Linked DNA regions of Rattus norvegicus: region 2 is linked to region 1. The links are chromatin contacts, called in public Hi-C maps. All regions are on one chromosome and are shown on one strand. The core of a region is the stretch at or near the end of the contact, and the rest is flanking DNA. Distances in the headings are between cores, read along the strand shown.

The links. Hi-C and Micro-C count contacts between places; a contact is called where the count stands out from the background.
Region 2: a Hi-C map of liver shows a contact between it and region 1, with 2.4 times the contacts expected there. The contact joins two enhancer-like sites. A contact is called at or near these places in 3 of 12 Hi-C or Micro-C datasets (kidney and liver).

Annotation. Positions count from the first base shown.
Region 1 is chr2:138,923,267-138,926,589 of GRCr8, reverse strand. No RefSeq gene overlaps it. Among named protein-coding and RNA genes, the nearest start is that of Trnak-cuu5, 21 kb to the right of the region's middle. Within about 2 kb of position 1,494, at least 5 of the 93 cell types and tissues checked have an H3K27ac peak or open chromatin away from gene starts, as enhancers often do. A contact at or near this core is called in liver, where this site is marked.
Region 2 is chr2:138,723,698-138,727,067 of GRCr8, reverse strand. No RefSeq gene overlaps it. Among named protein-coding and RNA genes, the nearest start is that of Trnak-cuu5, 180 kb to the left of the region's middle. Within about 2 kb of position 1,912, at least 10 of the 93 cell types and tissues checked have an H3K27ac peak or open chromatin away from gene starts, as enhancers often do. A contact at or near this core is called in liver, where this site is marked.

The sequences.
Region 1 (3,323 bases), core at 245-2,744:
GTGGATAGCTCAGCTCTAGCAGACCAAAGCCCAGTCTTTTATTTACATGTCAATTCAATCATTACCCCAGGTTCCCTTCTGATTATCCCAGAGATCAGCTTTCTATGATTATTAGCCCTTGATTCTTAGAAAGAGACGGTGAGCTCAGAGATCTGCCTGCCTTTGTAAGCACAAACAAAAAGTTTAGCTGGGTGGGAACCTGTCATGAGATTACCATTCCCATTACACCTAGACCTAAACTTGCTCTGTCCTAGGCTAACCTTGAACTCAGAAATCTGCTTGCCTGTGCATCTTTCTGACAAGGTGACTCATTAGTACAGCTGCCTTCGTTCTTTTAGGTCCATAAAGCCCCTCATACTATTCATATTGCATCCTCATCTTTTGCATAGTTGAGAAATTATACATTCTTGAACTCAGTTTCTAGAGTTCTTTCCCACAGCCTTAAAGGCTGTCCAGAAGGTCATAGAATTTACCATTTTGCTAAGGACATTAGACACACCCTTGCCTCCCAGACTCATGCTGCTTTTAATTATCATGGAGTCTTTAACCTTAACAGGGAGAGCATTCTCCAAAGGAGGAACATGAAAATATGTACATTATTATACGAACAAACACCCCAGGCCCGTAGCAACTGTCAGCACTTATTGAGGCCCAACCCCTGCTTACTCTACTCCAGAGGCAGGAACTGTGTCATGGTGTCCCTTCTGCAGTGGCCATGCAGGACTCAGCATGGTCCCCATAGCCCCCACAGCTCCCCACATCCCTACACTGCCCCCATGATGTTTCTCCCTTAAATCTTAGCTGCTATCTGGTTGTAGTACTGTCCTGGACTTCCTTGTGGGTTATGCTTACAGAGCTAGTAGGCACTGGCCATCATCTGCACTTCAATTCCCTCAAAGATAATTTTTAACTAGCCTAGTTAATCATTTCCTGACCTGAATCTGGTATGGTTTTTCTGTCAGGGTATCTCATGGGCTACAAGCCTAGTAGATACTGGATTCCTGCCCAGTGCCTGCCCCAGGTCTCAGGAATCAGTTGCTTTGGAAAGTAGAGGGATCAGGTGGTGGGAGCAGAATTTGATCAACTACTCACTGCTGTTGTCTTATTAGAAGCCTGGTTGAGCCATGCAGCTGGTAATAGGGGAAGACGATAGTTCAAGTCAGTAGCACCCGAAAATGGGTGAGACTTACAGACCAACCTGTACTTTTAGAAGAAAGAGAAAGTGTTCTGCCCTGTTCTGAGAACCAGGGCATGAATCACAACTGGAAAAAGCAAAATACAAGATAGTTGAACTTTTTATAAGGATATATATGAAATAGCAGCGACCCTCAGCATCGGAGCAGTAAACCCGTGAGGAGATTAAAAAGATCAGAGAGAAGGGACTCGAAATATCTGATTGATAGAGAAGCTGGGCTGGGGGCCATGTAGAGCAGATCCACTGGCAAACAGTTCCCAGATGTTTTAGCCAGAAAAATAGGCAGGTCACTCCACTGTTAACATTCAGATTGGAAACATTCATTTTCAATGACCCCGACTAACCTTAACAACCTGCAGGCAGAGAGCAGAAGAGAGTCTGCGTGCCCAGGGAAAGCAAGTCATGGGAGTTCATCTCCCCAAAATGACTGCATCAGACATCCCTCTGTATACAAAGAGGATGGAAGGACCCGCATTTTCACTGTGCAGCTCAGAATGGAATCCATGGTGCTCTGGTCTTTACAGATTTCTGCACATTGCTTCAAAAGTTCAATGAACGAATAATACATGGATATTTATGTACCAACAAAGTGTGCTCACGAGGAGGAGGCCATGTGCTGACTGATTATGGCAGTAAACATGCATGGGAACATTTACTGGAGAGGGATTGGGGTTTAGGTGAGAACTTCTTTTGAATCTTAGTAATGCCTTTCTCACATAGTAAAACTTCAGCATGGAAACACAACTAAATTATCAAATCCCAATACATTTATCTGGCTGAAAAATAACGTTTCTTTCAGGGAACCATTTAGAAAGCAACTCTGGAGGTGCCTTATCTGTCATCATACTCTAGTCCTGCAGTGGTGGCCTGCAATGGTCCCCCAGGGTGAGACAAGTGGGAGGCACTGCCAGCTCGCTGTAGGTATGCTCCCTGTGAGAGAAGCCAGCCTCTTCTAACACCTCCTGAACCTGACTTAGTGCTTTCAGACACCTGGGAGCATTTCTCTGGGGGCGTCCCCAGCTGGGTCTCCACCCTGACACCTGGAGGGTGATAGTGCCACCAGTCTCCACCCTGCTCCCACAGGAGCAGAAAGATAGTTGGTCTGCAAACCTGGGCAGGTGTTAACACCCAGGGAAGGCAACAAGTTCAGAGTTGTGAGGATCTGTTACCCTTTCTTCACTCAGAGTGCGCGTGGAGAGAGCTTACAGCATACTCAAGAGTGTCTGTCAGGGCAGGAGTCTTCTCTCCTCCTGGGCTGTTAAAGCTCCCAGCCATCTGAAACACAGAAGGCCTGGTTAAAAACTAGATTCCTGATCTTCTCAGCCTCAGAAATGTAACAAGTTCCCAGTAGTGCCGATGCCCATGGCTGTGGGGGTGGGGAGCAGGGCTGGGGGAAAGCTCACAGTCTAGGTATATGTGCCTGAGTGAAGTTTGCCCTTGAATACCTTCCACAGCTTTCTTCAGAATCTTCAAGTGAATTAATCTAACACAACAACAACAACAACAACAACACAAGCTAGACCCTGTAAGAACATCAAGTAAGTCAAAAACGTTGGACGAGGGCTGGAGCTCACAGAAAGATACAAAGCACAAACACATCAGAGCCAGTGACATTCCCACCTGTGCTCAGCGATGTTGCGTAAGAGTTGGGCATTGGTTCATTCACACTGAAATAAAGAGGCTTGAATTGGAATTAATATTCTCACCCTACAGGAATTTATTTTTAATTACAGATAATTATGCTGAATTACAACAAGATGATTTGAAGCATTATACTAATTCAGGAGTAATAAAGCATGAATTACTGATGTAATCTTTGAAAATGTAATTTATCAATCAACACTGGAACAGTAACAGGCAGAGGGTCATGATCTGACATTGCTGTTTTCTGGTGTCATGGTTATAACTGCCTTCTACTCACCCTTTACGAGACCCCATAGGGCAATGGTAACCCAAATGATTCAAATGGTCTACAATCCTGCAGACCCTGCGGGCTGATCTGATGCCTGGTTGGACCTTGGAATTCCTTGATTTTTTTCAGAGACAGGAGAACCAACTCATGTAAGCACATACTCCTGTCCAGTCAGAATTTGATTCAAGTTTCAACTATGACCTCTGCTAGCTGTGT
Region 2 (3,370 bases), core at 663-3,162, 200 kb after region 1:
GTAGAGACAAGACATAGCTGATGTCACCCCACCCGAGTGAGAAGGACTTTGGGGAGAGTGTGTAAGGAGACTTAACCTTTGGCCCTGCCTTGGCTACTTCTGTGATCTTGAGCAATTGACTTAACCTATTTGGACATGTGTTTATAAGCTTGCAAAGTGTGGAGGCTGAGTTATATGTCACCCCAGCTTATTTGCAGCACTGACACTCTAAAGTCTGTGGTTCCACCAGCCCATGGTTATTTATACATCAGACTTTCTCGAAACACCCAAAAGGTATTAGCAGCCTTGGCAGGTGTGCCAATAATATTTTATTTATTACATTACTATGAAGGGAGTAGATTATTTATCTTCCCTTGGTACAATTTGTACTTTCATACAATTGAACGTGCACAGTAAAGCTCTCCTCCTCTCGACTCACAAAGCGCTTGATGCCTCTTAGTGTTCTTAGCACATTCTGCTATCACCATAGTACTGTTATTCATAAAAATGCCGCATTGTCCAGAACCGATGCTCAAGGTGTGCTTGTTTATGTCCTCAACCTACAGTTGAAGAAAATGGAAAACACGAGAGGAGCTTTTTGTAGAAGGCTCTTATTTTGTGCTTCTCCAACACTCCAACTTTCCAACTTTTAATAAATGAGCCTGTCTCATGGCCAAAGACCCCAGTGGTAATTTCTGGAGTATCTGGGAGGCATGGGAGGCAGACAGGGAAGGCAGCCGCTGGGAGTATCAGAAGGAAAGGGGTAGCAGGAGCTCCTGCCCAGGCACTGGCTCTAGGTTTGAGATGACATCTAGTTGTGCAAAATGGGACAGTATGCCGAGCCAGAGGGATGATGTCAAATGTCAAGCATTTTACTTTATTTTCAGCTGAAAAATAAAGAAGGAAGAAAGAGGCACAGACAGATGAAAAAGAGAGGAGAGAGAGAGAGAGAGAGAGAGAGAGAGAGAGAGAGAGAGAGAGAGAGAGAGAGATCACTGGTTCAATCAAGGAGCTGTCCGCTAAGCTGTACTATCAGGTCAGTCATATTTTCTAATCAATCATCCTGCAAGACATGTTAACTAAGAACTCTGTGTCATTTCAACAAGTTTAGTTCCAGGGCCCTTTTAACATTGAGGGGCACCTCTCAGAGCTCCTATTCTCTGCTGTTTTTCAATTCCCCAAAGCAGGGGGGCTCCCTCCTTCAACCAATCCTCCCACCAATGCTCCAGGTCTCTAAATAGTCAACTTCCTATCGTCACCATGTCCCAACCCTGGCTCATCACTGCTCTAACTTCTGGCTTCACCCCCCTACAACACCTCAAAGGGACAATGGCTTCCTTTGTCACCAGTGATCCCTGAGATTGCTGGGGTCAAGAGCCTTTGACTCCTTTCCTCCTCCTGCTACTCAGGCTCACTTCCTTCTTCTCTCCTTCCTACCTCCCCCACCCCATCCATCTCAGCAACCCCCTACAGCACTGCCTCATGTTCCAGAGACCCATCTTCCACAGTTAATGCCTACCCTAGAAGCATGCAATGCCTGCTAGTCTAGATTTCTGGGAGCTCATTTTTACCTCTCTCCCCTGTTTATCCACATTTAAATAGTGACTGAACTCAACATTTGGGACAAGAAAAAGAACATTACTCAACAGGAGGCCAGGGATGGTGGCTAAAGAGGCCCAGGAAAGCTGTGCCATCACAGGACAGATGGCAGACATTGACCCAAGACCATCTTAGTCACACAGTGGGTGCCAGAGAGACAGACGACAGACTACCGCACAGTTCAGGGCTACTTGCTATTGACTGGGGGAAAAAAACTCACATAGTTAACTCTCTTGGCATAGTAGCAAAATGGGAGGTTGTTAAGGGCTCAGAGATCTGTGGGTGGTGCCAAGAAGGCTATGTAGCACAGTCCCGGGATGCTGAAACAGGCTGGAGAGGCCAGCCTTCCAGGAGAGAAAAGCCAAGTCAACATCACCAGGCTGCTAATGCCTCCAGCTCTCAGAGTAACAGGAACAGGATGTTCCACCGGTGGCTGCACCCTGGAGCCTCTCTCCGTCAATCACAGCTTGGAACATCGAGCTTCAGGCTGCCATTAGCTCCTGAGAGGTCTCTCTTTCACCTCCTTGCTAGGCTTTTGTTTTGCTACCAAAATCCTAATTGACACTGAGGAAATGAGAATCACTTCAGGTTGCATCATTCGAGTGAGTGGCTCGCTGTACCACGCGTTGGCAGCACGACCTGGAGGACCCACAAGTTCAACCGCCCCAGTTGGCTGTTGTTTATTCATCCGTCTAGATGACTGGCACGCGTTCAGGTTGTCACACAGGTCTTCTCTGGAACATCTGGCCAGTTGTTTATCTTCCCAGCTTTGTGACAGTTGGCAGTCGTCCATCTTTGGCTCCCTTTAACCTCCCACGAGAAGTCCAGCCTTTTCCCTGGGTGTTTCTTCCTTCTGTGCTGTGGAAATCAACTGGAAAGGAACTCACATGGCTACCCTGCCTTTTGTCACCTGTCCCTTCTTGGGCAGTCACCTGCATGTCTGTTCTTACCCTATCTGTGTCCTCTCCCCCAAGTTTTCCAAGGACCACCACAAGGATTGACTACATAAGTAGTATCCCAGCAGGATTTCTCCAATAGATTAAGAGTCTTCTCCTTGGTTTATATTTCAGCAAGGATGGACCCAATTTTCAACTTAATCTTCTGGGCTGACAATGAGGATTCACCATGTATTTCTCACAGACTGACCGACTCCTTTCTTTACTCCACTCCCCAATCTCTCTAGTTTGCCTTTTCTATAAAGTCATACTTGCCTACTAAGTTGGAGTCCAGAATTTTCAGAAAGCTTCTGTGATTTGATGTGGTCTTCTCTCGGCCGTGTGTTTTTCCTCTTTGGTTCAATTCAGGTGCCTCTGGTATCCACCTAATTCCTAATCTCACCCTCCCTGAGATTCACGAAGTGATGATAATGGAGGAAAAGATGAGGATGGTGGTGATGATGATGATGATGATGGTGGTGAGGATGGTGGTAGTGGTGATGATGATGATGGTGGTGGTGATGATGATGATGATGGTGATGATGATGATGGTGGTGATGATGATGATGGTGGTGATGATGATGATGATGATGATGAAGACAGCAACGAGCTAATATCTGTTAACTGTTAACAAGACTCACCAGGTCTTCCAAGCTTTTACCTGTAGATACAATCACTACAGTGGGCCTAAGAGAGCTTAAACAGCCAATCTGATTGATGCTGATGTACTTACCTGTCCTCTGTGGCCTTCATTCCTTTATCTACAACTCCCACGTATCCATGATTATAATTCTGGACCCTGACATTTGACTTTGCTTTTAAATCAAAAAGTACTCTTATGTTTTAAAAACTCTGTG